Linked DNA regions of Ovis aries: regions 1 and 2 are each linked to region 3. The links are chromatin contacts, called in public Hi-C maps. All regions are on one chromosome and are shown on one strand. Each heading gives the region's core, a stretch centred on a gene start, on an enhancer-like site or on the middle of the called end of the contact. The rest is flanking DNA. Distances are from core to core; before and after follow the strand shown. Region 1 overlaps TIPARP (TCDD inducible poly(ADP-ribose) polymerase). Region 2 overlaps LOC105603748 (a long non-coding RNA gene). Region 3 has its middle 79 kb from the start of CCNL1.

What was found. A called contact is a pair of places that touch in the nucleus more often than the background predicts.
Region 1: a Hi-C map of liver shows a contact between it and region 3, with 3 times the contacts expected there. The contact joins two enhancer-like sites. A contact is called at or near these places in 8 of 16 Hi-C or Micro-C datasets (hypothalamus, liver, mixed tissues and 4 more).
Region 2: a contact with region 3 is called in a Hi-C map of hypothalamus, with 4 times the contacts expected there. The contact joins two enhancer-like sites. A contact is called at or near these places in 2 of 16 Hi-C or Micro-C datasets (hypothalamus and liver).

What each region holds. Positions count from the first base shown.
Region 1 is chr1:231,676,810-231,681,403 of ARS-UI_Ramb_v3.0, reverse strand. The region is part of intron 2 of TIPARP (TCDD inducible poly(ADP-ribose) polymerase); the gene reads left to right. Among named protein-coding and RNA genes, the nearest start is that of TIPARP, 120 kb to the left of the region's middle. Within about 2 kb of position 1,668, at least 19 of the 54 cell types and tissues checked have an H3K27ac peak or open chromatin away from gene starts, as enhancers often do. A contact at or near this core is called in hypothalamus and liver, where this site is marked.
Region 2 is chr1:231,567,528-231,571,630 of ARS-UI_Ramb_v3.0, reverse strand. All of the region lies in intron 2 of LOC105603748 (a long non-coding RNA gene), which reads right to left. Among named protein-coding and RNA genes, the nearest start is that of LEKR1, 49 kb to the right of the region's middle. Within about 2 kb of position 2,815, at least 4 of the 54 cell types and tissues checked have an H3K27ac peak or open chromatin away from gene starts, as enhancers often do. A contact at or near this core is called in hypothalamus and liver, where this site is marked.
Region 3 is chr1:231,244,090-231,248,726 of ARS-UI_Ramb_v3.0, reverse strand. No RefSeq gene overlaps it. Among named protein-coding and RNA genes, the nearest start is that of CCNL1, 79 kb to the right of the region's middle. Within about 2 kb of position 3,021, at least 48 of the 54 cell types and tissues checked have an H3K27ac peak or open chromatin away from gene starts, as enhancers often do. A contact at or near this core is called in hypothalamus and liver, where this site is marked.

The DNA of each region.
Region 1 (4,594 bases), core at 419-2,918, 430 kb before region 3:
CCAAGCATTATTCACTGATAGGGGAACTGAAATTTCCACATCTGCGTTCTTTAATGAACTTGAAAATAGAGAAACAATAGTTGCTACATATAAAGTTGCTAGTGCAAAAACGGTTGTATAATAAGCACTGATCTTTGTATTCTTAAGTTGTTTCTCCTGTAGTATAAAGGGACTTACAACAGGCTGACTATCCTAACTCAAAAGTTCAGTTTTGAGTCAGTTTTATTCACTGATAAATTATATGACCCAAGTGTCTGGAGAGTCTGAAGGCAAATGGTGGTAGTGAACCATTTCCATGTTGTCCAGTTCTATTAGTTTTGATGTTAACCTTCTGTGTTCTAACAGTGCCAGAGCATTGTTGGCATCACAGTAACCTGGCCTTTGTTTAACTTCTCTTGCTCCCATTTAGTATTAGGTAAGTGGTTTTCTTTTAATATTTCAGTACACAGACCCGTCTGTTTTTTTAGCAATTTAATTACACGAGAGTGGAATTTTGCATCTTGTGTTTCAAAAGCTACCTGTGGAGCAAGATGAGAAGCAATATAAAGCCCAAGTTTAGAGGCATTGTTATATAGAAGACCTCTTGGGATAAAAGTAAAGCTTATATCAAGAATACAGTTTTCCTGATCATAAATGTATTCTCTTGATAATATAATGCACTCAAGATCCCGTCCTGCTTGGGTAGCAGAATTCTTAGATCCTGTAACTACTTTTGACTTATTTTTTTAAGCCAGGATTGAAAGAGAGAAAAATGTTTTCCATTTTGCCTTAAAATTCTTTTTAATAAGGTATTGTCCAAAGTCTCTGTTGCCTATGAGCTAGCAGTTCTAATTGGTATGTCAAGGGTAATTAATTTTATATACTCTCAAAGCCACTCTAATCCTTCCATCTCCATTGCAAAACTCTACATAACAGTGGCCTCCCACTTCACTCTTATGAAGCAGATTTCCAGTCTGCTGAGTACTTGAGCATCTTGGTACATTAAGTTTCTGTCTGTTTGAATTGGTTGGGAAGAAACTAGCAGGATTATTGTCCAACACATTATGTTCTCTTACCATGAGCAAGACAAGACAGGTATTTTGATCCCAGAAAATCCAGGAATTCTTAGGACAGCAGTGTATTGAGTATTTTATCCTTTGGTAGACTTTCTTTACTGAAAAATAGACATAGAGGAAAGCCCATATGCATTCATTGTTGGATCAGTTATAAAGTGGTTACAGTGAGTGCTTGATTTCCAACCCAGTTTAAAGGAAGTAAGTGTTTATTTGACACTTAAGAGGAAAAGTTTGAGAGAATTATCATTATAGTTACTATTGCTGGCACTGTATTGTTAACTGGTGGTTAAGTGGTCCTGCCCTGACAAAAATAGCCAAAAATATTGTTAATTATTAGTAAAGTGAAGTTCGCTGTGGACTACAGTAAGAAATGTTGTAAGATTGTAGATAGCTTAGTGTCAAAAATGGGTTTTTGGGAAGTTGACCTGTGGTCACTGCAACCTGGTTTTCCTTGTATTCCAAAGCGATGTTGTGTTTCCTGGCAACAAGATGCAGATAACGGCATGTTGAGCCTTGCTGAGAGATTCACAAACAAGCTGGAGCAGCCCAGGTTCACATGGTTACCACATTATTTGGCTAAAGCTATTAATCTCTGTGGTCAGGCCTGTAAAGCTGGTCTATCTGTGCAGATTGCACATAACCAGGAAGTGTGTGTTCAGCTGTGTATATGCCCAAGTCGAACCTGGCAGTCTTTGGATTCAGGAATAATGAATGGCAGTTGTTTATCCCACTTGTTTTCAGCAGTTTATATGACTTGGTAAATCATTCTTACATACTATACCCATAATAGTTCATTGTGTGGAACTTGGGGAAAGTTCATAGTTCTGCGTCTCTAGCAAAGATAAGAGTTCATAGTTTCAAACTGTGTAGATGAAATTCTTTGGTTTTTGCAAATGGATTTAACATCTGACTTAACTCAAATGAGATGTGCAGTGTTCATCTTATTCTTAAGAGTGAATGGAAGGAAAGTTGAGCTAGATAAGTTCACAGGTACCTTCCAACTATTAGTTAGGATGCTTAGCTACTAAAAACACATATGAAAATGGGATTTCAATAATAAAAGTGCTTATTTGGTACATTATAATGAAATTATTTTAACTGTTCTTTTCCAATTTTGCCTTCGCTCCAAATTATATTATTCCACTTTGCTTTCTCACTGCTTTTGTACATCTGCAACATGAACTGAAAACTAGTTGTATGTATGAACTCCCCATATTTAGTTGCCTAGGCTTCTTTTGCACACAGGATGAGCTTTGGAGAATTTCCAAATCCAAATACACAGTTAAGAAAACAACATCGAAAACATGTTGTGTTTTCCATTAAGAAAACAGTCTTTGACCAGTTTAGGCATTCATCCTTAGTAGAAAATGATAACTAAATGGCAGGACTAAGCGGTTTTAAAAGGGTCTTACGAACTGTGCAGAATACCGTTGTGGAGGATGTGCAAATCTCCCTTTAGCAACTGAGATCGCCATTAGTTTTCACATTACATTCATTTTAAAGTGTGCCAGAATAGTCTCCTAGTTATTATCACCCATAAAGAAGAGGCACTGTGCTGACCTTATTTTGGAGGTAACCTATAGTTGAAAATATGACCAGTGATTATTTGTAACTCTGAATTTCCTGAAAAAGGGAAGGATGAAGAAGAAAGTTGCAAACACTGACTCCATGGTTAATTTTTGTCAGAAGATAGTGTTCTTTTCTCCTCTTTAGAATTAAAACATTGATAAAAGAAGTTTGGGGGCTTAAGCCTAGAGTGTTGTCATAGCTGTAGTTCATTAGTTTTGAGTGATTTTGATTGCCATTGCTCTTAGAAGTTTGTTTCTGTTTTTTAAAAAACTGTCCAAGGGACAGTACCATTAGAAGACGTCACAGGAACTGTGTAAAAGAAGAATTGCTTATTAGTGATAATGAAGAGCACATGCTGTTCTTTTCTATATGACTTGCAGAGTGGATTATCTAAAGTAGACCAAGCTCCTGACTGAACTCTACTGGAATAGTTAAATTAGCCAAGTTAGCTCTGGCCTGCACAGCTGTGATGATGTATGAACTAACTCATTATGTGTTATTGATAACACAGAGAGAGGAGAACAGCTGAAACTTACTATGCCTTGTGACTTTTTGGTATTTCTTGAATATACACAGCTGGATGAGTTTGAATTTATTTAAAAAATTCCTGCCGAAGAGAAAGAGAGAGCTCCATAAGCAAGAACTGTGTTTGAAGTGACTTTCAAAATGTGTGCCTTGTGCTTCAGGAGAAAGCAATCCAGTGAATTATTTTCTGTACCTCTTTATGATGCTATTTACATATGAAATAAAGCTAATTGGCTTCTGTCTATACTAATCCAGGGAAGTTACTGGGTCTGTGTAGCGCCTTCATGAGAATCAATAGCAATCATTCATTTATTCCCTTTCTGGTTTTGTCAGTAAGCAGATTAGACTTTTTGAAGCAGCTGTCACCTGGCTTCAGGTTGGGGTCAGTCTGTTCCTGATATATTCATGGTCATGAAAATGAATCTTGTAGAGAGCAAAGATGTTTAACTTTTAAATCAGACAGTTGGAGGAAATAACTTACAAGGTTATCTGATAGTTCCTAAAAATAATTGCATGATACATTATACATTTTCTTGTTGACTCTAAAGCTTTTACTTTTTATTATGAATAGAAAAAATAATAATTCCATTCAACATTTAAAACTTCATTCTGCATATATGAACGTGCAGAAAATGCAACTTTTGATTACTCTGTTCCTGTAAAACTATTCCCTATTGTTAGACTAGAATTTCTAGATTCTAGCTTTGCATTCTACTATAAAGCAAAGGTAAAATCATAAATTTCTTCTGGGTGCATCTTTGATCTTAGTGACTCTTAGTTTCATATTGGGTTTGGGGACTATTTCTAAAGGGTGTGAAGCAGTAGGTAACCCTTACTTGCCTACTTAGGGAATTTGAATAAAATGCAGCCATTTAAGATTGTGACTGTCTGCCTGTGGCCTCTTGTATCTTATCCCCTGATTTGAGACCACCAGATTCTGCATACTTTGTCAAAAAAATAATTTTTTTTCACATTTAAAATTAGGACCTGAGATCCTCTTAACCTAGGTCAGTACCCTTTGATCATTACCAGTATCCTGTTAGTTGCAGTTGGCTTCTTGTGAAAGGAAAGCTTATTTTTGAGTTACAAGATGATTCTTGGTTATTCTGGAAAAATTTTTTGTAAGGCTGGTTCAGATTGGACATTGGTAAGTTTTACAAGAAACTCTCTTTGTAAAAGCAGTAGAGTTTCTCTTTTAAATAAATCTGAGAATATTAAGCTAAAAGGAAGTGAATATGAATGATGTTTTAATCTTTGGAAGATAGCAGAGTGCTGAGGGTTGAGCCATTTTGTGTTTTCACTCTGGGCTTGAAATCCGTAGGTAACAGCTTAAGATCCTGAGGTGAACTGCACTTTGCAACACCATCAGCAGAAACCGTACAGAAGAATAAAATATTTCTAATTAAAGTTCACCATTTCTAGGAGCAAACAAGTCATGTTTTTAG
Region 2 (4,103 bases), core at 1,566-4,065, 320 kb before region 3:
AACTATTTTAACTCTTGAATCAAATTATTTCATTGGTCTTCCAAACACATGAGGACCCCTTTCAATCATCCTCTAAGTGTGTTAGTTGCTCAATCGTGTTTGATTCTTTGCAACCCCATTGACTCTAGCCCACCAGGCTCCTCTGTCCATGGAATTCTCCAGACAAGAATACTAGAGTAGGTAACCATTCCCTTCTCCTGGGGATCTTCCCGACCCAGGGAACAAACTTGGTCTCTTGTATTGCAGGCAAATTCTTTACCATATGAGCCACCAGGGAAGCCTAATTATCCTCTAACCTACCATCAATGGCCTACCATCATTGACACCAACTGGGAAAAATGAAACTCCTCTTTTTTTCCCCACTAACTCATATTCTACCCTTCTTGTAAGAAAAAGAAAAAAAAACAACAACAACAATAACTCTCTTTATGAGAAAACAACCTGTTTGCACAAAAAATACTCTACTACATTGATTATAATAGTGAACCTGGAAGAAATCTTCATATCCAATAATAAGGTAGTGATTAAGTAAATTGTGGCACATAACCTACATAAAGTATTGTGCAAAGACCAAAAATTATCATGGAAACTACAGTAGTATGGAAATGCTTATTTAATAATTATACATTGAGTAGTTACTATATCCCAGGACTCTCCTAGACAGTGAAAATAAAGGAATACCACAAATAGCTTGCAGGGTAGTAAGGAAGTCGACATAAACAAAGCATTTTAGGAATAAAGTGAGACAGAAAGGAAGGCGGCAGGGCACGAACATTAAAAGAATGACACAACCATTAAGAACAACAGGATACAACAAAAACCAGTTAGAATATACAAGGCCCAAGATGGTGAAAGATTAGACTCCCAGCAGACCTTGAGCCTCATTATACACTCATTGTAATACATTAGCATATGCTAAATGTCATACCCACAGATGCCATGACAGCTCCAAGGTTGACCTTGCAAGGCCAAAAAGTGGGTGGTGCCCCAAACCCTGGGAATCCCCACCTCTTCTCCAAAGTAGTTAGAATGCTCCTCCCAGTCTTTACTTTAGCCTACGAAGTTATCCAGTCCATAGAAACTAACCACCCACTCACCTCAGGGTCCTCTCATCTTTTGAGATGGACTGCAATCTGTCTATGGAATATGTACCTCCCAGGGCCACTCTCGCCTCCTGAGATGGGCCACATTCTGTTCCTAGAGTGTGTATCTCTCTAAAAAAAACCAGCTTTCACTTTACTATGGCTTGCTTTTGAATTCTTTCCTGTGCAAAGCCAAGGATCCTCACTTGGCGGCCAGTGATAGGGATTCACTGGAGACCTGGAACATGACTATCCTCTCACACCCCATTTTTCTGACAACAAAAGGACAGTGAGGATGGAGGCCTGGAGGGATGTTCTGAGAGCTGAGAGCCATACAATGTGGCTGAAATAAAAGGGTGGGATGGAGATAAACCTGAAGAGGAAAGGGCCAGATTGAGGGATGCTTTGGGATTTATTCTATAGATAAAGAGATGTCATTGTAGTTTTAGCAGGATAAAATGCATCACTATTATAGTATTCATGCAATCATTTGATTGTTCATTTGTTAATTCAAGGACAAGTTACTGAGTGTATATTTACTGTGACAGGCACAGGTATCATAAAGATGAATAAGACAAAAATCTCTACTTCTGAGAGACTAACCCAGGAATGGGACATTCATATAAGAAAGTCATTATAACATATTTTGATAAGCAGTTCAAAGGAGTCATCTGAAAGGTAGTGGGGAAGCACAAAAACAAACACTCTGATGAGGAGGGAGTGCATGAATGGTCCAGGTAGTCCTATGTAGGGAAGGAAAATCTTTTCTTTCTTCCCATCCAAGATTTATTGGCTGAGACTCTGCAAACTAGGCTGACAAAAGAACAGCTTAACAAGAGAAAAACAAGCAAAAATCTATCAGTGCATGCATTGCACACATACATGGGGGCAGTCAGTGATGAATAACTCAAAGGGGTGTTTAGAACTTGTGCTTCATAGCATCTTGCCAAAAAAATAATAGATTTTTTTTTTTTTTTAGAAAAGTGACTAGACAAAGGGAAAAGACTTTGAGTTTCTAGGGCAGTAAATTGCGGAAGGTAAATATATGGAGGAATTAATGGAACATAAAGGCTAACCAGTAAGGTCTGTGAAGTAGATATCTCTGGGGTAATTACTTCTTCCTGATAGAGAAGGGAATGGGGAACACCTTTACAAATTTATGTCTTTTAGGCAAATAGGGAGAGGGCACAGGGCTTTTCTTGTATCTATTTCTTCTCAGTTTCCTTCGGCTCTAAATAATACTTATGTCAAAATGGCATATTTTGAGGTGGCATATTCTGCTTTCACTTAAAGAACAAGAATCAGTCACGGAAACAAAAGCACATTAAGAATTCCAACAGAGAAAATTTAATATTAGAAATTAGTTAGTCAGGTCTTGGAGAACTGAAAATGCAAAAAGGGAACACTGAGGTTTCATACAGACAACAACTTCAGGAAGCAACTACCACCTCCTAGGTCTGAGCAAACCAAGGGAAGAGATCAGAGTTATTAGAATTTAGAAGCTGAATGAAATACTATGCACAGGTGGGATGCAGGCCTTGGAGGAGGAGATATGACTGGCTGGTGCTGGTGTTTCTGAGGAAGGTAGGATGAAGCTGGTTCTTCTAGGGATGGAAACAACTGCTGTTGTCAAAATAAAGGTCACTGCTGGGTGACTTTACAGAAACAGCAAGCAAATAGGAAGGAACTAGTCCCTTCAACTTCCTCATGCCTTCCTATCTCCCTGTCTTCCTTTAGTGCCCTCTATTGACAGAAACCAACAGGAATTCTGATGGCTAAAAAGGAAGCTGGTTTGCACAGCTCTAACCTGAGAAAGGTGGGTTTGGCACTGACAGAAAATAGCTTAATCTCCGGAGTGTATCTTATAAAATGAGGAGGCAGGCTTAAAAGGAAGGTATTTCAGGCAAAAGGAAACCACATGTGCAAAGGCATGATGCCATCAAAGTGCTCTGTGCTTTGGGAATAACAAGTATGAAATCAGTTGTAGCTTGAATGCAAAATGCATTGATAGAGTATCAGGCAGAGCAACTGGAATGATAGAAAGGGATCTTGTTCTGAAGGGCAGGGAATCCTATGCTAAGAAGCAAAGGAAAATATTATTTTTAATATCTCTTGAATTTTTCAGTAGTTTATGTTTTTCTCACCCTCATTGCCATTAAAAGTATACCTTGAATCTAGGCTTATTGTTCTAGGAAAGGAGGAGTATTTGATACAGCAGAGAACAAAGAGGTCACTGCCTAGGTTTTTTAATTTCAAAACAGTTTTTTAATTACCTAGGGAGATAAGGTCCATCTAGTCAAAGCTATGGTTTTTCCAGTAGTAATGTACAGATGTGAGAGTTGGACCATAAAGAAAGCTAAGCGCAGAAGAACTGATGCTTTTGAACTGGTGTTGGAGAAGATTCTTGAGAGTCCCTTGGATTACAAAGATATGAAACCAATCCTAAAGGAAAAAGTCCTGAAATATTCATTGGAAGGACTGATGCTGAAGCTGAAATTCCAATATTTTGGCCACCTGATGTGAAGAACTGACTTACTGGAAGACTATGATGCTGGGCAAGATTGAAGGCAGGAGGAGAAGGGGATGACAGAAAATGAGAAGGTTGGATGGCATCACCGACTCAATGGACATGAGTTTGAGCAAGCTCCGGGAGTTGGTGATGGACAGGGAAGCATGCTGTGCTGTAGCCCATGGGGTTGCAAAGAGTCGGACATGATTGAATTACTGAACTGACTGACTAACTGAGGGAGATAAAATAGCCCGAGGGTAAGATCTTTTGATCTGCAAAAATTTGGCTTTTTGAAATAGAAGATATTGACTCTTTGTGACTCCATGGACTGTAGCCCACCAGGCTCCTCTGTCGGCAGAATTCTCCAGGCAAGTATGCTGAAGTCGGTTGCCATTTTCTTCTCCAAGGGATCTTCCTGACCCAGAGACTGAACCCAGGTCTTCTGCATTGCAGGCAGATTCTTTACCATTTGAGCCACTGGGGAAGCACACAAAAGGCTATGAAGAGCCAAT
Region 3 (4,637 bases), core at 1,772-4,271:
AGGGAGTGAATACTAGTAGGTGGTGATCACTGGGCTGTTTTAGAGGCTGCCCACGACACACACCATAGCTGTTTCAGGCACGATCACAGCATTATCTCATTCTGCATAAATTATAGAGAAAGGTATATAATTTCACTGCATATTAGTTTGTTTTTGTCGATGGGTACACGCTGGTCCTCAGGAGCCCTGAAGAACAATGTGCTTCATTTCACATCTCTCCCTAAGGATTTTATACAACCCACTTGGCACTCACACTGTTATTATTAGATGGATTCAGCCAAAAGCTGCCTGTGTGGGTAGAGATAGGTGGGAAGGTAGGGAGGCAGAGAAAGGAAGTGATCAGGACCCTAAATTGAATAAAGAAAAAGGTTACACGCCAACTGGAAATTAGAAATGAATCTGAGTGGAACTAAGCATCGAGGTTGACAGCTCATATGCACGATGCCAACTTGCCACAGCTTGGCAGTGCCCTTGGTTTTCCCACACGCAACTGAAAATAGCTAGCATTCATCCTGAGGGAGTGCTTCTAAAATAAGTAACTACTGGGAGCTATACCTCACTGCTCATTCAAGTTGGAAGCAGTCTGCAATTATTTTGCCGAAATTAGATACAAATTAAGTTGCCACTTCCGGAACCCTTTCTCCTGTACTATATAACAGGAAAAGGACACTAAATTTTGAACTTGGACATTTTAGATTTCTTAAAAATAAATGTGATAGCTGATAGGATACCCACAAAGGCATATTATTGATACTAATCTCTTGTGAAACCTAATCTCTTCAGGAGCCTGATTTTCTGATTTTTCAGACCTAGGTTAAGCTGCTATGGACACATATTGACAGTCCAGTAAAGATGACTGAAGGGGAGGATCACACTTGAATAGACCGTGTGGAACCATCACTAAATCTATCAGGGACAGAAGAGAGAGGACTAGTGTAGAACTGTCTGCTGGAATGGATATGGATGGTTCTGCTCCCACTTTTTTTTTTTTTTTTGGTGATCTGAAAGCTCTCAGAATCTTCATCCATTTGGATATAGAAAATCTACCATGTTTTTAAAAGCAAACCAGAATAAACACACATGCAAACAAATAATAATGATGATCATTTGGGGGATATCCTGTTAACCTTGCCTAAAAAGGACCTGGCATACAGATATTGTGGGTGTTTCAGGGGTTTTCTGCCATGGAAGAGCTCCTGAACTGTATTATCTCCTTAATAAAACACCACCTTCTTTTTTAAAGAACTTTTTATGTCGACCATTTTTAAAGTCTTTATTATAGAGTTTGTTACAATGCTGCTTCTGTTTTATGGCCACAAGGCATATGGGATCTTAGCTCCCCGACCAGGAATTGAACCTGTATTGAATTGAACCCCTGCATTGGAAGGTGAAGTCTTAACCACTGGACCACCAAGGCTAAAACACCATCTTCTTTGAGCTTCCCTTGGAAGAAGTGGATGAATGTCTAAAAGCCCAGCTGTCCTGGAACCTAGGAGGCTGTTGTCCTGCAGGGTTGGATGCTTCCCCACAACTTTGACTTCCAACTTCCCTTTGCAGAAGGCAAAGATTACTTTCTTTTCATTGTTGCAGACATGAGTCACAGCTGAAGCACGATCAGTCTCCCCCCCATGAACCCCACATATCTCCACCCTTTATCCTTATCATGATCTGGTGATTCTTAGAAGTGACCAATGAAATAAAGAGCTCCAGATAGAAACTGTCCTCCTCAGGGAAGGTATTTTTTCTTTTTGTCTCCATAATTCTCAAACAAAAACTTCTGAAAGGTCCACTAAGCAAACCCTTAAGATGGTGACCCTTTACAATCTCATTTTAATGTTAGGGGTTATTTCATGCCTTGTTTAAATTTTGACATTATATTCAAGTCTCTTTTTCCAGATTTCTTAGGGCTTGGGGAGAAAATGAAGCTCAGTGGAATCAAACTGAGTGCTCTGACATGAACTGGTGTCGGCAGTGGCTCCCCGCGCAGCTTGCGGCTGTCTCCCACAGCATGTCTCCTGGGAGTGGTGAGTTCACCACAGTATTTATTCTGACAGAAGCAGCACAGACAGTCTCTGCCTGCCTCAGGTCAGCCCAACATTCAAAGCAACCACCCTGTGTGGACATCGTTCCGCCTTCCCAGAACTTACCTCGGCCTTAAAAAATCCCTTTCTAAAGAAGCAGGCCTTTCAGGACAGTCATACACCAAGCAGTGACAACCTGAATGGGCTCCTGGGAGAAGGGCTGCTCTTCCTTGTCTCCTCCAGACCACTGACCCCAGCCTCCTAGAGGCCACCCCATGACCCCTGAGTGGGGAGAGGGGAACTCAGATCCATAACCCCGGACTTAGACATTCAAAAGATGGCCAACAAGGAGAGAGAGAGGGCTGAGGGGACCAACAGGGGCAAATTCAGAACATTGAGACTCATTTATTTTCACCATTTAGGAAATTTTTTGATTAGCATCCTTTTTCCTTTTCTGATTTCAAAGTAATAAATAATGCTTAACCTCTTGGGAAGTTAATTCCGGGGAGTTAGAATCTGCAGTGGGAAGGAGTAAGATCGCAGGGTGAGCAGGGAAGAGGCTGCTCCCTGTTCTCTCCCCAAGTCCTCTCCCCTGTGGCTCCCACCTCCCCAACACACAGACATACACACACACCCCCTCTCCCTCTCCATGGTTCATCCAGTATAAAAATAGCTGTCCAGGGTCTGTTATTCATCCCCAAGCAGCAGTCAAGAGTGGGCCTCCCTGCAGTGCCTGCTGCCCTTTGGGAGCTTAGACTATCAGGTGATGCCTCACGCCTCCCATTCCCCACGCCTAGTTAGATAAATGTCCTCGCTGACCTCAGACGGTTTTATTTTAATCAGCAGTATGGTTTTTTGAGAGGAAAATCCTCCCCGGCTTTCCGAGTCGGCAGGGCCGTCCCCTCCTCCACGCCCGGACCGCAGTGCCAGGGAGCGTTTCCATCTGTGCTGGGAAAGAACGGCCTCTCTGTGCTGCCTGGCACGTTCAGCGCGCGGGCGCGGAGGCGGGAACACGCTCTCCCGCAGGGGAACAGCTTTCCAGGGGTCTTGGGGAGGCTATGGCCTTTCCTAACGAGGGCAGGCGCCTCGGGCCCCAGCTCATTCCTGGCAGGATCACCCGATCCCTACCTGGGGCACTGATTCCCCCGGGGAGGGGAGTCACCTGCCCCCGGGTGCCGGCGGTCCGACCGCCAAGACTAACGCATGCGCGGAGAGGGGCCGATTCCCTCGCGGGGCTCGGCGCCAGGGCGCATGCGTCAGCGGTGGTGGGGCGGGCCCCCGGAGGGGCCCCTTCAGAGAACCCAGACCCTGTCGGTCTAGATTCCCGGCAACGTGTTCGTGACAAGGCACTGTTGGAAAAGAGTCACAGAGGGCTAAAGGTCCTTTGAAGGGCGTTTGCTTCGTGCCTCCATTTTACAGATAAGAAAACTGAGCTCCAGGGAAGTGTTGGAAACCGCCTGACGCTGCACTTGTGAATTCTGCGATCTGGGACCAGATCCAGCTTTTATTGTCAAGGATTAGGCACTGGTTCACTGAGCATTTATCTAGCGCCTCGACTTACCATTGTCCTAAATGTATGTATGGCATGAAAGATAACCACAAATACATCAGAAGCAGCGAAGCCGTGGCCATCGCAGACTTGGGCATAGAGTGACACAGTCCTGGGTTTGATTTGCTACTTTGCTAACTGAATGGGCTGGTGAAGCAGTTAACCTCTCTAAGCCCTAGTTTTCTCGTCTGCAAAACAGAGATTTCAAAAAAAAAAAAAAGAACCTACATGCTAAGGTCGCACACAGGACTTAAATGAGATAAGGTGCACACTGCTTAGCGTGTAGCCTGCACTTGTAAGTCACTCAAACAAATATTCACGCAATGTTTTGAGAAGTCAAAAGTGCTAGGCTCACAGGCGTTCCTGAAACAATCACGGTTCTCATTTCCAGACAGAAGTAGGCTGCACCAGAGGAAAGGTACTTTCCCAAGCACAGCACTTGGGGAGACTCACACAGGGTTACGTGACCTGGCAAGACAGGGAAAGGAGGAAATGGCCTCTGGTTATCTTTCCTCCTGCTGCCCTGTCCTTCCCCCTCCCTCTTCCCTTCCTCCCCACCCAACTCTCACTGTGACTCATGGTGGCTGCAGAGATACATTGGGACCTCTTTTCAGGGTGAAATATGTTCTGTGAGATGGTGCAGTTTGTGTTTTTCTTAGGCGGACGGGGCACAAGAAGCAGCAATGGAGTAAAGTGGATAAGATGCCCACTGGAGAAGAAGGGTCGACATAGAGGTGGTCCCTGAAGCTGGGGTGGAGCTGAGATGACTCAGAGCAGGCAGGCTGAGAAGATCATAGCGGGGATGAGACCCTGACACACACCAGCTTCCAAAGACCAAATAGGGATCTTGAGGAGGCAGCAGAGAAGTGGGAAGAAATCTAGAAGAAACAAAAAGCAGCATCAAGCCGTGCAAATGAGACTGTTCGGGGTGAGGAGGTAGTAGGGAGTCGGAAATGACACAGAGAGGTCCAGCGCACCCGCCCTGGAATGTGCCTGCTGAGCTCAACAATGAGGAAGTTATTACTGACTCGTGTGACTCCAGTTTCAGTGGGAACGTGAGAGCAGAA